Regions from separate parts of the Rattus norvegicus genome. Here region 2 is linked to region 1. Evidence: chromatin contacts called from public Hi-C data. All regions are on one chromosome and are shown on one strand. Each heading gives the region's core, a stretch centred on a gene start, on an enhancer-like site or on the middle of the called end of the contact. The rest is flanking DNA. Distances are from core to core; before and after follow the strand shown.

Evidence for each region. Hi-C and Micro-C count contacts between places; a contact is called where the count stands out from the background.
Region 2: a contact with region 1 is called in a Hi-C map of liver, with 6 times the contacts expected there. The contact joins the promoter of Fig4 here to the promoter of Gtf3c6 in region 1. A contact is called at or near these places in 2 of 12 Hi-C or Micro-C datasets (frontal cortex and liver).

Annotation. Positions count from the first base shown.
Region 1 is chr20:45,220,444-45,225,067 of GRCr8, reverse strand. It overlaps Gtf3c6 (general transcription factor 3C subunit 6), which reads left to right and starts at 2,180. Exons shown (of 6, transcript NM_001108537.1): 1 at 2,180-2,779; 2 at 3,139-3,219. The coding sequence starts at 2,693. LOC120099037 (small nucleolar RNA U3) reads right to left here and starts at 1,869; the gene lies at 1,656-1,869.
Region 2 is chr20:46,303,477-46,308,470 of GRCr8, reverse strand. Fig4 (FIG4 phosphoinositide 5-phosphatase) reads left to right here and starts at 1,994. Exons shown (of 23, transcript NM_001047096.1): 1 at 1,994-2,062. The coding sequence starts at 1,997. Ak9 (adenylate kinase 9) reads right to left here and starts at 1,371. Exons shown (of 40, transcript XM_017601822.3): 1 at 1,323-1,371.

The DNA.
Region 1 (4,624 bases), core at 931-3,430:
AACGTGTGGTCCACAGACCATTAATGTAGGTGAAACACCTATACACGTAAAAATAATGAAATGAAAATAAAGATTTATGATTTATTTTCACAGCTATTATTACTCTATCTAGCTGGAATACTTAGGTTTGCTCTAGTTTGCTTTAGTTGTGCAATGGTTGCTTGCAAATGGCTCCTTGTTATTATTTTCTAGTAGATTCTCAACTGAATTCCTTAGACCAGAGCATCCGTATGATCTACTCATTTGCTATCTGTCCTACCCTGAACTTTCCATAATTAGATCCCCGGAGCTTCAGGGATCTGGAGAAACCTTCCAACTCATTGTGATACAGCTGAAATTTGAAGCCGCCTTACTTAGCTAGCTCCAAGTAGTTTTCGCCCCGCCCCGCCCCGCCCCGCCCGCCCCGCCCCGCCCCGCCCCGCCCATTGGCAGTGGCAGTTGGGCTAAAGTTTTTTTTTGGTTTTTTTTTTTTTTGTTTGTTTGTTTGTTTTTAAGACAGGGTTTCTCTGTGTAGCCCTGGCTATCCTGGAACTCACTCTCTAGATCAGGCTGGCCTTCAAACTCAAAGATCTTGCCTCTGCCTCCCGAGCGCTGGGTATAAAAGCGTGGGCCACCACCGCCAGGCAAGGATCCAGGGTTTTTATTGAAGGTTTCAGGCAAGCGCTCTGCCATTGAGCTACATCCCAAAGCTTGCACTTCATTTTCTCATCCATGTAAGGTACAAGTTTACAACAGAATAACAAAAACTTACTGTATATAACTTATGTAACCGCAAAATGTTCATTTCTGAAACAAAATGTTACCTCTAAAGGATCTTTTACAAGAATTATGGTATAAAACATGGCATGGTGGTGTATACCTTTAATTCCAGCACAGGCAAAGGCAGGAGGAGGCAAGCCTGATCTACAAGATGAGTTTCAGAACAGCCAGGGCAGTTATAAACAGAGAAACCCTGTCTCGAAAAGCCAAAAAGAGAGAGAAAAGAAAGCAATAAACTTTCTCATATAAGCTTTTCATATAAAAGAATAATAAGGAGCAGATTGTTAAGTCACTTGTCGCCTCCTAGTGGCAGTGTTTGAATATTGCGATCAATATCACATTTAAAAACATAGAAACTGTTTCTGGATCCCTTCTCCCTTCTTATTTAGTTAATAGTATTCAAAAAAAGCCTTTTAAAAAAAGTTAGTGGGGGAAAAATAAAAAGGGGGTGGGGGCTGGAGAAATAGCTCAGCGGTTAAGAGCACCGACTGCTCTTCCAGAGGCCCTGAGTTCAACACCCAGCAAGCACATGGTGGTTCACAACCATCTGTAATGGGATCTGATGCCCTCCTCTGGTGTATCTGAAGACAGCTACAGTGAACTTGTGTATGATACATTTAAAAAAAAAGTGGGGCACGTGACCATGCAGGCACTGTCATAAGACAACATGAAAAGCAATCCAGTCACCAGCAGCTTTAGCACGAAAAAAACCTTTAGTTTTAGCTGTAGAGAGAAGAAACAGGAAAACACAATGAAAACCTTCTTCAAATGAAAAAGGACCTAGCTGTGACCAGACCTAGAGACGTTTTGTGGTCAGCTTGCAGCCATACCTACTCGCAATGACTAGGTATTAACACCAAGGTTAGTTCTAATCTTTAAACAAGGAATAAAAAGAAACCACTCAGACTGCGTTCTCTCCCTCTCGAACCTCAGAGAGGATCGAGAACGATCATCAATGGCCAATAGCAGTTGCAGGAAGCAACACTAAGAGCCGGCTTCACGCTCAGGAGAGAACGCTACGTCTCCTCCTCGTGGTTTCGGGTGCTCTACACAGTCAGAGAAACTTCTCTAGTAACGAACTATAGAAATGATCCCTGAAAGTATAGTCTTGCCTGAGCACTGCCAACCGCCACGACGTCACACGCGGCAGCCCATTTTTTACAAATGGTGACATTTCCCCCCCCCACCCCGCAATAGTCTCCAAAGAAATACCACACACATGCATTTCGAAGCTGAGTTTATATAGTCTTTTGCAAAAAAAAATCATCCTGAATAATTATTAACTGTAAACTAACTCAGATTTACGTCCATAATTAACATATCGAAGATGGCAGCCAATCATACGCCAGTGTCTTCAGTCGCCCAAACAAAACCACTTCCGGACCGGTTTTTAAAGGGTGTGTGCGGTTTCTTAGGTTGCATTTTGTTGTGAGATGGGTGTTTGTTTCCTCTCCTTTCCGGATTGCACCCTTGCAATCTTCCCCGGGTAACATTCGGTAGCATCGCTGCTGCGTTTGTGTGAACTATGTAGCCACCCTGGCCTAGAGTTTGCGTTAATCTTCTTCCCTCCGCACCTTTAGTTGCTGGGATGAAAGGTGTAGGCCACCATTGATTCTCTAGTCTTATGTGCAGCAGACAATGTATGTGAGGTTTTTAAGTAGGAGGTGGATGCAGTTGATTAGCTCATCTCAGCTACTTACTGAGTTCAGAGCAGCCTGAGCTCTATGAGCCACGTTCCTCAAAGTGGGGCTAAATATCCTAAATTCCCAAAGCTCGGAGCGTGTTTTAGTCTCCACGAGGGAGCCCCTTACGGAAGCCTGGCGTCGCCATCTTGCTCCCTGGCGAGGCGTGTGTGCGTCATGCGCCGCAATGGCCGGATAGGGGACGCCGCTGCCCGTATCTAAGATGGCGGCTGCAGGGGGCGTGGCCAGCGATGGAGTCTCTGAGCGCTATGGCGGCGGCAGTGGATCCCAGTTGGGAGGACGAAGATGAGGAGGAGGAAGAAGAGGAGATAGAGGAGGTTGTAAACGCGGGCCAGAGGCCTGCAGGGTCGGCGTTCTTGGCTGAGCCACCCCAGGGTGGGGAAAGGAGTCCAGGATGCGGACAGCGTGAGGGAGGCCCGTAGATCGCTCGCTTGCTTTCAGAAGCCTGAGAAGCCTTGGAGGGCTAGCTCCAGTTCGGATTTACCCATTCTAGAAAGAATTGAGGTAGTCTGGGCTGTTCCAGAGGTAGTAGGTTTCCACCAGAAACTAGATCGAGTTTTCGCAGAGGAATTTGGGGCATTTCTTGTTTACTGTCCCCTATTAACCTTATTAATACAACCTTACTAACTTATACTTATACGTATACAACCTTATTAACTTTGCTTTCTTCCACCAGGAGCAGTTTGTTCTGGTGGAATTGTCAGGAATTATTGATACAGACTTTCTCTCCAAATGTGAAAATAAATGCAAGATTTTGGTGAGTCTTAGAATTCGGGGAGTGTTGTAGCTACAGAAAGCCATCCCGTCTTCAAAAAACCTGGAGAAGACACAATCTATAGTATTAAGTTATTGCCTGATGGTGGTGCATACCTTAATCCCAGCACTCTCAAGGCAGAGGCAGGAGGATCTCTTGAGTCTGAGGCCTGCTTGGTCTGCAGAGAGAGTCCCCAGGGCTATTACACAGAGAAATCCTGTCTTGGGGGCTGGGGGGGGGGGGATGAAGTTAATTGTTATAAAAGTTTTTGGGCAAAATCCTTGGCTCCAAATATTTAAACAAGCTAATTTCTGCCACTTACCCAAACATACCAATCAGAGATTAGTAGTATGGTGGACATAGCAAGTTCCAAGACAGACAGACCCATAGAGAGACCCTGTCTCAAAACAACAGAAAGTCTACTCAGGCATAGTGAACATACTCTTAATCCCGCTCAATGCATGGGAAGCCCAAACAGGCATATCTCAGTGGGTTGAGGCCAGCCTGGGCTACATAGTAAATTCCAAGCCAGCCAGGAAACAGAAACCCTGTTGAAAAAACAAACAAAGAAAAACCCTGTAAAACAAAAACCAGAGATGAACAGCAGGATAAGGGAGATTTAAACAGTGTGGCCATGTTGGAAGGAGATAATCCACAAAGGGCTGACAAGAACTTTGATGTTATATAGAAAAGGGAATATGGAGGCAGAATAGGTGATCTTGGCCAGACCTATGGTCCTGTTGATCACCATTTTGGTTCTGGTTCTGTAAGGGGTTCTAGAGAAATTAAAAAAAAAAAAAAGTCACCCAAGAGGGAGGGGCAAAATGGTTGCCTTGATATTACTGCTCCTGCTGTAGTCTACGTCCTGCCGTGGGTTGGTGAGTGAGTGGTCTTTCAAAGCTTCTGTTATTTGGCATTAATTCAGGTCTCTTGTCAGAAAGCTGTTTATTGATCAGTTTTGTTTTTCCTATCCAAGATAACTTCTAGAGAAAATGAGTGACCCAGGAGGGGAAAAGTTAAAGAGGCAAAAATAGTGAGTGAGTGAGTGAGAGAGAGAGAGAGAGAGAGAGAGAGAGAGAGAGAGAGAGAGAGAGAGAGAATATGAATGAGAATATGGAGTTAGGACAGTACATGTGTCTCTGACAGAATATTATGGGATATTGGGGATATATGTTGCTATGGAAAGTAAGATGCAGAGGAAACATAAAGGAGGATTTACCAGAAGCTCTCAGAAAAGCTAAACTGGATAAGAGGGGAAGTTATCTAGTTATCTATTGGGAAACTGATACAGGGCAGGAGGTAGCCTTTTCTCTGGTAACAAGTACTTCTGAGGTGAGAAGCACAAACTTGCAGGCAGAAGCTTCAACAGAAGAAGTATTTAGGCTGAGGAGAGGGAGACAGTGAGGAG
Region 2 (4,994 bases), core at 745-3,244, 1.1 Mb before region 1:
GGTATGTACTCCTCATTCCCTAGTGAGCCTACTTAGCTACCGAGAAGCTTGCTTGACAATATTCCCCTTTTCCAAGTGCCCCTTCCCGCCCCCAGCTTCTGGGGATTCTGGAAACAACTTGGCACGTGATGTAAACCAAGAGAGTTCTCAAAGAGAAGTGGTCCACTGTAGTATAGAATAATAATTGAAAACAATATTTGAAAATCAGGTTATATTATTTTTAAAAAGTGACTTTCTTAAGTCAAAACGCTCTTCAGACGTTTAGCTTACACTAGGAAGAGCTGGTTTCCATTTCAAAGTGGAAAAGTTAAACGGTGCGATTCAAGATGGAGAGAGGCGGATCTCTGGGGCTTGCTGACTGAGGGAGCGCATCCAGCCTAACCTCTGGCTTACACATGGATGCACACACGCACACAGACAGACAGACACACACGCATGCACAAGCACGCACACACACAAGCACGCACACATGCACACACACGTACACACACACAAATGCACGCACACACAAATGCACGCGTGCACACACACACACACGCGCGCACACACACACACACACACCAGCCTAAAATGCCAGAACTGAGACTCCTGCCACCTTTCTAGTTTCTCAATTAAAAAAAAAGATGCATTAAACTGAAACGAAACCTATAGTAGATACTCATACTTTAGAAACCTTGTAAAGTCCTAACTGTGAATCTACAGCAAACTTTAATATCCTTTTCAGCTATGAGTTTGCATTTTTAAAGTGTCATTGCCTTTTCAGCATGAGAACCCTCCAGCGGTGAATTCTGGAATACAGAGGGGTCCCTGTGAAACCTATCACTTCCCGCCTATGCTGGCTTAGCCCCCCACTATGTTACACTCTGAGGCAGGTGTTTAGTCTGTATTTGTGAGGCAAATACCTCAGCTGAAGGGAGAACTGGTTTTTTGAAAAGTCGATTTATGAAGAGATCGTAGTTAAGCTTTGCAAGAAAATGAACTGATCTGGGGTCCCCTCCGGAAGGGCCCTTCCCTGCAACTGATAACTCAGAAGGTGGACTATGCCCTCCTGCCTTTGCTTACCTGGTCCCTGTGAACGGTATCTATCTCCTGGGGACCTAGGGATCTGTTAGGCGGTTGCCTTGGAAACCTATAGGCGGTGTTCAGGGCCTCTTGGAGGGCGGGGCCTCGGGAGGTGGCGCTGTAATTCGGAGTGAATTCTTAAGCTTGGGCTTAAATGTAGTCATAATTGTAAAACACCTTTCCCACAGTGTGGAGGCGATGAACAAAGCGAGTGCGTATATTGTCTACTTATGCTCAGACAGCAAACGGGCAAACCTTACCTTAGCTAGAACCGACTCTTAACAGCAGCGCGCGCCCCCTACACGGCACGGTCCCTTTTAGAATTCAGACCGTTAGCCTCACACATAAAATGTGCAAATACCAAAGGCGCTGCATCTAAGTAATTAAGAAAGATTTGTGGGCCATACCGCCACAATATGAGCTTTAATTGACTCTCGTGGGAATAAAATAGGCGACAAAAGAGGGACAATCACTGGCATCCAGGAAACAGGTTTCAGGAAAATAAAGAGTAGATAGGAAGAAACAGACCAATTGCATCACAGAAAAGCTGCTTCAAAAGGAGAACCCAACCACCTGATCTCTTTTCTTTAAAGATCAACATAAACCAGATTTTTTTCTTTTTGTTTGGCTTTTGCCCTTAAGAAAGATGGCACCCTTAGCATCCGCCCTCAGCGACGCCTTGATCTTGTAGCCCCGCCCCTCGCGTCCGGACCTGGCCTGTTGGGAGGCGGGGCTCGGGGAATCCGGAAGCACCGGGCTGCTGCTGTCTCCTGAGGGTTTAGGGTTCCGACGTTGTCATCGTCAGGTGGATCTGGTGTGCTGGGTCTGCGTGCGGAGTCTCCTCTGTCTCCGGGGGGGGGGGGGGGGCCCTGAAACTGTCACGACCTAGGCCGCGGCTTGGTGCCCTGTAGTGAGGCCTCCATTGGCTGGAGCCATGCCCACGGCCGCTGCCCCCATCATCAGTTCGGTCCAGAAGCTGGTGCTCTATGAGACTAGAGCTGTGAGTATCCGCAGCGGCGGGACGGGGCGGGAGGACAGTGCAGCGGGCGTCGGGGGACTCTGTGGAGTCGTAGGGAAGAGGCAGCACCCGGTACAACTCCCCTCTCCTGCAAGCTCCGCTGCAAGCTCGCCTGCCAGGACCATGCAGTCAGGCACTGGTGGGTTTGCACGTCTGTGCTGCTTTGGAACCTTGGCTGGAAAATGTGCATGCAAACAGGTGCTTGTGGCATACAGGAACTGCGCACAGCTTCTGAACCAGTTCCTCTTACTTGCTTTCTCATAATCTTGAAGTTCTTGAGTCCACTCCTTATAGTTAAGTCAGGGGGGTATGAAAAAAAATGTGAACTTTGCCTAGGTAGCTTCTATTTTGCGATTCTGTGATATACCATCACTGTGATTGGTCTTAATCATATGCACAGTTTTTGCTGGTATTCGAGGTTCTGTGACCCGGACACTTCTGTTAATAGTTCTCCGGCTTGCAGAGTGGTGCTAATAGAACTTACTATTTTCTCATTTCTGTGGTTGGGAAACAAAGTTACTATAGTGTGGCTTATCTGAATCTGGCCTTTACCATGATATTAGGGTGTGTGTTTAAGATAATTTACTTCACAGTCACAAACTTATGAGTATCTCGTACGTATATTTTCAGCGAACTGTGGCTAGTCTTCAGTAGGGGGAGTACAAGAAAGTATTTACCTTCCCCCACCCCCGTTTCAGTCATTACACCGTCCTAGTAGTGTCTGTTTTGTTTTATGTGTGTACAACTTCTGATTCTAAATTAATTTGGTAAACAAGTCCATTTGATGGAATCAAGACCAGAAGATGGACAATAGTATTTACAACTATCACCACATCTCCTCAGAGAGCCACGTAGAAATACCCAGTTTTAACACTGAAATAAGACTTTACACTTTTTGTAAAATGGGCTGGTAAATGTCCTTAGTAAGAAACTTAAATACATTGTCACATAGGAAATTTAACTGAGCATTCTGAGGACCTGGCTGAGATGTTGTGTTCTTTATAAAGCAGAATTTCTTTTCCACAAGTCTTCAGTGGCACCCATGCTGAGGAGGGCAAACCCTGTCAGAAATTGTAATTAATTAATTAATTAATTAATATAGTGTGTGTATGTAGTGCACGTCCATGTGTGTGCCCACGTGGAGAAGTGTGGAGGCCAGAGGTTGACTTTAGATGTCTCTCATTAAAGCTGGAGCTTCCATATTGACAGACTGGCTGGCCAATGAGCGTCCCTCCTCCCAGGCTCCGCCTCTCTGCTGCCCCTGAGAGCATATGGCTCTGGGGTTATGGCTTGTTACTGTGTGGGGCTTTTAGTAGGTCCTGGGAATCTTTACCCACTAAACCAAGTTTCCAGACCAGTAACTATTTGTGTGAGTGTGTGTGTGTGTGTGTGTGTGTGCGCGCGCGCGCGTGTGTGTGTGAATGTGTGAGAGTGTGTGTGTGAGTGTGTGAGTGTGAGTATATATGTGAGTGTGTGTGTGTGTGTGTGTGTGTGTGTGTGCATGTGTGTGTGTGTATGCTTGTTGCTATTCATATACAATCTTTGCTTGTCCCCAGGCCATGATGATATTTTGCTTTGTCTCATTGAAAAGATTCACAGTTTTTGCTTTTATGTCACCATCTGTTTTATATTAAAGCCATTTATACATAGTTAGGGCTACTATTGCTATGATGAAACAAATATGACTAATGAAACCTGGCAAAGAATTTATTCAGTTCATACTTCCACATCACCGCCCATCACTGGAGGAAGTCAGGACAGGAACTCACACAGGGCAGTAGCTGATGCAGAGGCCATGGAGGGTGCTGCTTACTTGTTTGCTCCTCAAGGCTTGCTCAGCCTGCTTTCTTATAGACTCCAGGATCCATCAGCTGAGGGATGACATCACCCACAGTGGGCTGGGCCCTCCCCCATCTATTATTAATTAGAAAGAGCCCTACATCTGGATCTTACGGAAGCATTTTCTCAATTGAGGTTCCTTCCATTCATATGACTGTAGCTTGTGTCAAGTCGACATAAAGCTAGCCAGGACAACATAATGCAGGCCTTATGTGTCTTACCTATTGGAACAAGTTACCCCCCAAGTTAGTGGATCTAAACAGCATTTACTATTTCATGTAATTTCAGTAGACTGGGAGTCTGATCTGCTCTGCCTCAAGGTCTCAGAAGTTACAGTTGAAACGTCACCTGTGGTGCAGTTACCTGGAGGTTTAGATGCCAAGGACCAGCCTCAGCATGGAGAGCAGGGAAAAGAACATCTAGAAGTCCAATTGTAGATACAAGTTGTGTTCTGCTTGATACAGCTTTTCCAGTCCGCTCCTCTCTATGTTCTGCTGTCTCCCCGGAGATCTCTCTGTCTATATTCTGCTTGCCTGCTACTCTAAGAGATCTGTCTGTTCTCTTGTGAGTGTGTGTGTGTATGTGTGTGTGTGTGTCTGTGTGTCTGTGTCTGTGTTTGTGAGTGTGTGTGTGTGTATGTGAGAGTGTGTCTGTCTCTCTCTGTGTATGTATGTATGTGAGTGTGTGTGTGTCTGTCTCTCTCTGTATGTGTGTGTCTGTCTCTGTGTGTATGTGTGTATGTGAGTGTGTGTCTGTCTCTCTGTGTATGTGTATGTGTGTGTGTGTGTCTGTCTCTCTGTGTGTATGTGTGTGTGTGTCTGTCTCTCTGAGTGTATGTGTGTGTGTGTGTGTGTGTGTGTGTGTGTATCTTTCTGTTCCCCAAGCAGTTCTTTTTATCCTAAATTCTCTGGGTAGTTCATCTCCTGTAGTGGACAAGTCTTTTATTTTACATATCAATGCAGTCATTTACTCTAATTCTTAAGAGACAGGAAGCATACATTTTTTTCTTAACATTGCAAAAGAATTCAGAGATCTGTCCAAGCTGGCTCATACATAGCGTAGCTGCCTTTGTTCT